2 separate regions of the Mus musculus genome follow, and region 1 is linked to region 2. A link is a contact called in public HiCAR-type data. All regions are on one chromosome and are shown on one strand. The core of a region is the stretch at or near the end of the contact, and the rest is flanking DNA. Distances in the headings are between cores, read along the strand shown. Region 1 has its middle 440 kb from the start of Gm25020. Region 2 has its middle 440 kb from the start of Gm31711.

Region 1 (3,271 bases), core at 389-2,888, 73 kb after region 2:
GGTTCATGTAGTCTAATGGAGGGGAGGGTTCAAAACATTCAGGGAGCTTTTTAAAAAGCCCACTGTTAGAATGTGCCCTGACCATTCAAATCAGGAACGTGACCCACATATGCAGCCAATACTCAGAACCAGTACACACTTAGTAACAGTGGGCATGAGGATCACTAGAGCCTCTACCTGACAGGATAGACATTGGAACCTTAGAAATGCTACTACACTGTGTCCTTGACCCACACAGGGTAACCTATGTTTCTCTCTGTCTTTCACTCTGAAACATTTTGTAAAACATTCAGTAGTAATCATATGTTCAGTCATTATAGAATTAAATACCCATTGAAAAGGCTTCTTAAAGCTACAGGGAGGCCACTGAGTGACTTCAAAGCTAGAAGCCCTGGAATGGACTTCAGGACCCATTATGTTTTCATGCTAGCATTGGGGGGTTTGTTTGTTTGTTTGTTTACACTCCAGATTTTATTCCCCTCCCAGTCTACCCTCTGACTGTTCTACATCCCCATACTTCCTTCTCAACCCTTGTCTCCACAATGATCCACTTTTCCCTCTCAGATCCCTCCCTCCCTCCCCCATTGTGATTGCTTTCTTCTCTTTCCCAAGTGGGACTGAGGTGTCCTCACTTGGGCCCTTCAGCTTGTTGCCCTTTTTGAGCTCGGTGGACTGCATCTTGTGTATTCTGTGCTTTTGTTTTTAGCTAATATCCACTCATTAGTGAGTATGTACCATGCATGTCCTTTTGGCTCTGAGTTACCTCACTCAGGATGATACCACAATACCAGGGGTGGCAATACTGAGGGTTAGTCTATACTACTGTGAAGTCAGGAAATAAAGTAGTTCCCAGATAAGCAACCCCTTACCACTTATGGGAAACTGAAGTTTACCTCACAAAAAGACTTTATGAACACTATGTAGATACTGCTGACCTGAAAACTGAGGAGGAGGTACCATCCAATTATTCCGAAGTTACCTGGGAAGTTTTGGCCAGCTAGGAGCATCTGTTTTTGTGATGCATGCTTCTGTGGAGGAGAAAGTATTAAGATTTCCAGGAGGGAGGACTACACCCCCATCTTGAGAAGCTAAGGTTATCTAAGTGAAGCAAGTAAGAAATGTCTGGAAAGAAAACAAACCAAGAACATGAAACAAGGTCATGTTTTGTTATGAGCGGGGCAGTAGTGTTGCATGAACCATAAACTGCCTAATATGATAAAGAAAAAAGTACATGATGAGGCCAGAAAGAACAAGGTGGGACGCTTTTGGGAGCATTGCTGAGTGAGATGAAGGCTTATGGTTGAGAATAGAGCTGGATGGAGAACTTTATTGAGGAGAGCCTGCAGAGGGACTCAGGGGAATGGCAGGATGCTTGTGTACACGTGAAGCAAGAAGTAAAATTTGTGGGATTTCAGGGCTGTTCTGTTTGTGGCAGGGATGTGAAGGATAGGAGGTACAAAATGGTTAGTGCTAAGATGATGGTTTGTCTCAAGATGTGGAATTTGAAATGGGTGGCAACAAACATTTAGAAACAAAGGCCACTGACCACATGAGGGCTTGAGGTGACAGTCTTTTATGGAGTGCCAGCTGTGTGGCTCAGAGCTGCCTTGGTCTTGGCTTGTTAAGTTGCTCCAGTCAATGTAGAAAACAAAATGGAAAGGACCTCGCCTTCCTCCTGTTTCCCTATCTGACTCATCACACTGACAACTGGGATTAGTGCTTTTGTAATGCAATTGTTTCCGTAAATCCCCACTCATTGTAAACCAGACATGACAAAGAATAGTTTTCCATCCATTTGCTGCTCCCCTCAGTAAACCAGAGGCCTGTAAAATGCTGGGGCTTCCTTGGGGACCATAATGCACTTCAGATTAAAAGTGGAAGGAAGGTGAAGCATTTAAATTAATCGCCAGTGGAAACCCCAACCCACTTGTTATGGTCATCTGCAGCTCACAAACTCTCTCTCTCTCATGTTGGCTGAAACCAAGAAACATAAAGATGCTAAAAACGCAGGACAGAAAATTGGACTGAACCGTGTGGCGTTCACCTCTGTCCCCACTGATTCCCCACCTAGGAATTCTGTCTAGACTTGGCTTCCAGGCACATTCCTCTGGCTTTCAGTAGGCAGAGGTGTCTTACTCCTGCAATGCGCACACGATTTTAAAAGCACTAAGAACAGGCTTGCAATAAGCCACTGCCTTCTAAGGGTCAAATCTCACTGCTCCAACTGTGACCAGGAAACACAAATATATTCCAGATCACTCAGCCCACAGGTGCTGAAGCCAAGAGCTGCAAATCCCATGTGCAGACTGGCAGACCTTTTTCTCCAAGTCTCCAGATGTACAGGGGATGTTTTATGTACAGGAAGACAGAGGCTACACAGTGACAGCTGGGCTTCAGAGAAAAAAGTATGGACATATGCTTAGCTCTACCACAAATCCCCCAAATTCAAGCCACCAGCATAGGAGGGAGAAGGGGAGCAGCCTGAGGGATTTTGTCTGTGCGTGCCTCCCAAAACCTTGAGTGCTTCTTAGATGTCAGACATTTTCTAAGGATATTTCCCCTACTTAAGGCAGAATTATGTACACTGAAGAAGCACATTTCCCTCTACTTAGAAGTCAGGGGGCAACACAAGAATTTAGAGGACCATTACACCACTTACTTGTCCCTGATAGATGAAAAGCAATTTATGACTTACATTGTCATATTCATCTTATTCACACCATTTTCAAAAAAAAAAGAAAGAAAAGAAAAGAAAAGAAAGAAAAAGAAAAAGAAAAAGAAAAAGAAAAGGAAAAAGAAAAAGAAAAAAAGAGCTAGAGAGAAATATATTCTTGGAAGTGGGTTTCACAATGGAAACAACTTTACCAAAGGAATGTATAGAATGTACAGCTTAGCCCTTCCTGGTCTTTGAGGATCTGTGAGAATATGCCATGGAGATTTCCCCATTGTAGAAACGCAAACAATGTTATATGATGATTATGGTGAGGGTAATGAGGACAATGATCATGAGAAGACAATGGACTTTGGGATATATTGAATAAAGGTAAAAGATTCTGAAAATGCAGAAGAATCCAGAATAGTGAAATGAAGGGAAAATTCAGGAATCCTGAACAAGATATGACATCAGACATTCTTCACTCAGAGATACTCAATGAGTCTTTAGCCATAATATTATTGACCATGATCTCTTCTGATATCAAAATCTAAGCAGGATTAAGCCTGGATAGTACTTATATGGTACAAGTATTTATTGAGCACATATTATTTGCAG
Region 2 (3,058 bases), core at 93-2,592:
ATCATGTTACACAAGAGGGAGAGAGAGAGTGAGGGAGAAAGGGGGCATGAACAATGATACATCATATGAGACTGAAGCATCTGCATATACTCAATTCATAATTATTTGTAGACAGGGATAGCTATTGCTGCTGAGGAGAAGGATAACTCATAATTAAGATGTAAGATGGCTTGGACAGTCTCCTACTACCTCTTACCCAAAAAATTAAGTGACAATTATGGTATTTGTTCATTAACAAATGTGAGGGGAGAAAATTAATCAGTCAAGTAGATAAGAAAATATAGAATTGTCTTTTTAAAATGCATGCTGTTCTAGTTTAAAAGATCACTTAGTTTTTACTTAGGAAGAAAAATTACGTTGTATTCTTCTCTTCTACAGGAAAAGATTATGTATAGTTTTAAAACAGAAAGACAAAACAGCCTCAAAACAGTATGAAGTTAGTACTAGTTCTCCTTTTAAAGTGACAAAGCATGGTGGAGAGGATGCCCAGTGTCCTTCACTCTGTACTTTCACTGTTGGGAAGACAAAGGACCAATTTGCTAGTAAGTACAATTGGCCCACAAGCCTACTTTCTTGCTGCTGGGTGAGGCAATCTCTGAAGGTGTAACTAGTATGAAGGAAAAGGAAGGCAGGCAAAAGATGAAGAAGCGAACCAAGTGAGTTCAGAATGTTTGCTGGTTTCCTTGATTGTGGAAGCCACCAAGTCCTTCTCCTGACTTCAGTGCAAGACAAACAAGGAAGGAACGGTTCTTCTGGTTTTTCTTGAGAGCTGGTTTGAAAACCACCAGACTGAGGCAGTTTTAGCCTGAGCAGCCAAACCCTGCTGGGAACCATGACAAACTTACCTGGGTAATTCTCTCTGCCTTGCCTTGTTCCTTACTCACAGCCTCTAGGCATCAATCTGCTCCTGAATGGCTAGCCTCAGCCCTGCCTAAAACCACAAAACTCCAACTTTCTCACCATCTACATTTCACTGGCAAGCCCTTCCCGGGAGTCACAGCTCCCCATGACAAACTCATTACTGTCAAAGGCTGGTTTCACCTTCACTATACATGGCTTTCTTCGCTTGGTGTGTTGAATTGTTTTGTTTACTTAAAAAAATGCTACTGGCTGGATGTGCCCTATCCTTAATTTTTACAAAGCTTCTGCTCTAACATCTTCGCTGCTGATTTGTTTTCCTTATGTCTACACGTGACTGAAAGTGGTCTCATTCACCCTTGGGTGGGTTTCTTTTACAATCCTCAGCGATGCCCTAAAGGGAATGACTCAACACAAAAGAGGTCCTTTTGTTATCTGTTGTTCCAGGGAATGAGCCTGAGCCACAGCAGGATTAACAAACTGGGTTCAGGTTGTTATCCTCCACAAGCCAATTAAAGAGAAAGGCAGTGGTAGGAAGAAGAGAAAGGGCACTGCTTAAATGCAGAATGTCAGAAAGAAGAATGAAGAAGCCACGTTACCATAAAAAGTCCATCTTTGAGGTAATAATTAAAAGAAAGGACCCAGATATAGCTGTCTCTTGTGAGACTATGCTGGGGCCTAGCAAACACAGAAGTGGATGCTCACAGTCAGCTATTGGATGGATCACAGGGCTCCCAATGGAGGAGCTAGAGAAAATACCCAAGGAGCTAAAGGGATCTGCAACCCTATAGGTGGAACAACAATATGAACTAACCAGTACCCCGGAGCTCTTGACTCTAGCTGCATATGTATCAAAAGATGGCCTAGTCGGCCATCACTGGAAAGAGAGGCCCATTGGACACACAAACTTTATATGCCTCAGTACAGGGGAATGCCAGGGCCAAAAAAATGGGAATGGGTGGGTAGGGAAGTGGGGGGGAGAGTATGGGGGACTTTTGGGATAGCATTGGAAATGTAATTGAGGAAAATATGTAATAAAAAATATTTTAAAAAAGAAAATAGTTAGAGAATTAAGTATTTATTTATTTATGGATATACTGTTAAGGTGAGAAATATCCAGCATGTTTTAGTAGTCAGAGACATTGCTTGGAGTGCAGTGTTAAGGGTTTGTCTAAAATTTACATCATGTGGGCCTTTGGGAGTGAACTCAGGTTCTGGCCTTGGTGACAGTCATACTCACTGAGCCAGTTTAAAAATTTTTGAGCATTAACAAAATCACATTTGGGTCTTCATTTTCTGTTATTGTTAACTATTAATGATAAATACAATTTAAATTTTTCTAAAACCTCCTTTGATTAAAAATTATCAAAATTTACAGGAAATACCAAACTTTATAATTTAGGAAAACTGTTGTCTTATGTCTGCAATGAGTGTTGCTTCACGTAAACAAACTGTACTATCACGACAGTCTGTAAGATACTTATTGTCCTTTAAAATACTTGATTTAGATGATCAAGTATCTCTCCTAAATCATTTAACAAGAGATCTTTGTTGTATTACTTTCTTTCTTTTCTTTTTTTAAGCCTCAATTTACAGAATTAATATTTTTAAGTTCTAGGACCAAAGCATTCCACGCGAACAGAAGCTCAGCACTTAGGTCTAGCTGAAGGGAAGCCTGCATAACTTTTTTTTCAGTCTTAACTGTGTTACTATTAACCATAACATTCCTATATTTTCTTTTAACTGCTTTTTTCTTCAGAGAAAAAAGACACAGAAACAACAGCTCTTGTATATTAATAGACTCTAAAGGTTACCCCCCAGACACATTGACATATTCACACACACTGTCAGTTCCTCATGCCAATAACAGTAGTGGCAAAGTACAATAAGTTCAAAAGCACAATAAAATGAGGACGTGGCCAGAGGCTTGTGCTAGGTTTCCAGCCATCCTCAGGGCACATCACTGTTGTCTTGTGCTACTTTGAGGAATATAAGTTTACAAAAAGACTCCTCAGTGCAGTTCCCCCTAGAGGGCACCATTATAGACAGACTTAATATTTTAATGGCTACACAATCACAATAGTGATATCAACAACCCAAGGTCCCATAGATCCCTGACAACTTCAACAGACTTCTAAATTCTAAATGACCAACAGACTTATAAATGTCTTTTCTGACACAGGATGATTACCCAAACTGT

What was found. HiCAR-type assays count read pairs that join an accessible place to other places.
Region 1: a HiCAR-type map of embryonic stem cells shows a contact between it and region 2, with 3 times the contacts expected there. The contact joins two enhancer-like sites. A contact is called at or near these places in 7 of 484 Hi-C or Micro-C datasets (granulosa cells, liver, nephron progenitors and 1 more) and 2 of 115 datasets of contacts at active chromatin or transcription factors (both in embryonic stem cells).

The regions. Positions count from the first base shown.
Region 1 is chr13:16,767,948-16,771,218 of GRCm38.p6, forward strand. No RefSeq gene overlaps it. Among named protein-coding and RNA genes, the nearest start is that of Gm25020, 440 kb to the right of the region's middle. Within about 2 kb of position 1,639, at least 17 of the 459 cell types and tissues checked have an H3K27ac peak or open chromatin away from gene starts, as enhancers often do. A contact at or near this core is called in embryonic stem cells, where this site is marked.
Region 2 is chr13:16,695,604-16,698,661 of GRCm38.p6, forward strand. No RefSeq gene overlaps it. Among named protein-coding and RNA genes, the nearest start is that of Gm31711, 440 kb to the left of the region's middle. Within about 2 kb of position 1,343, at least 17 of the 459 cell types and tissues checked have an H3K27ac peak or open chromatin away from gene starts, as enhancers often do. A contact at or near this core is called in embryonic stem cells, where this site is marked.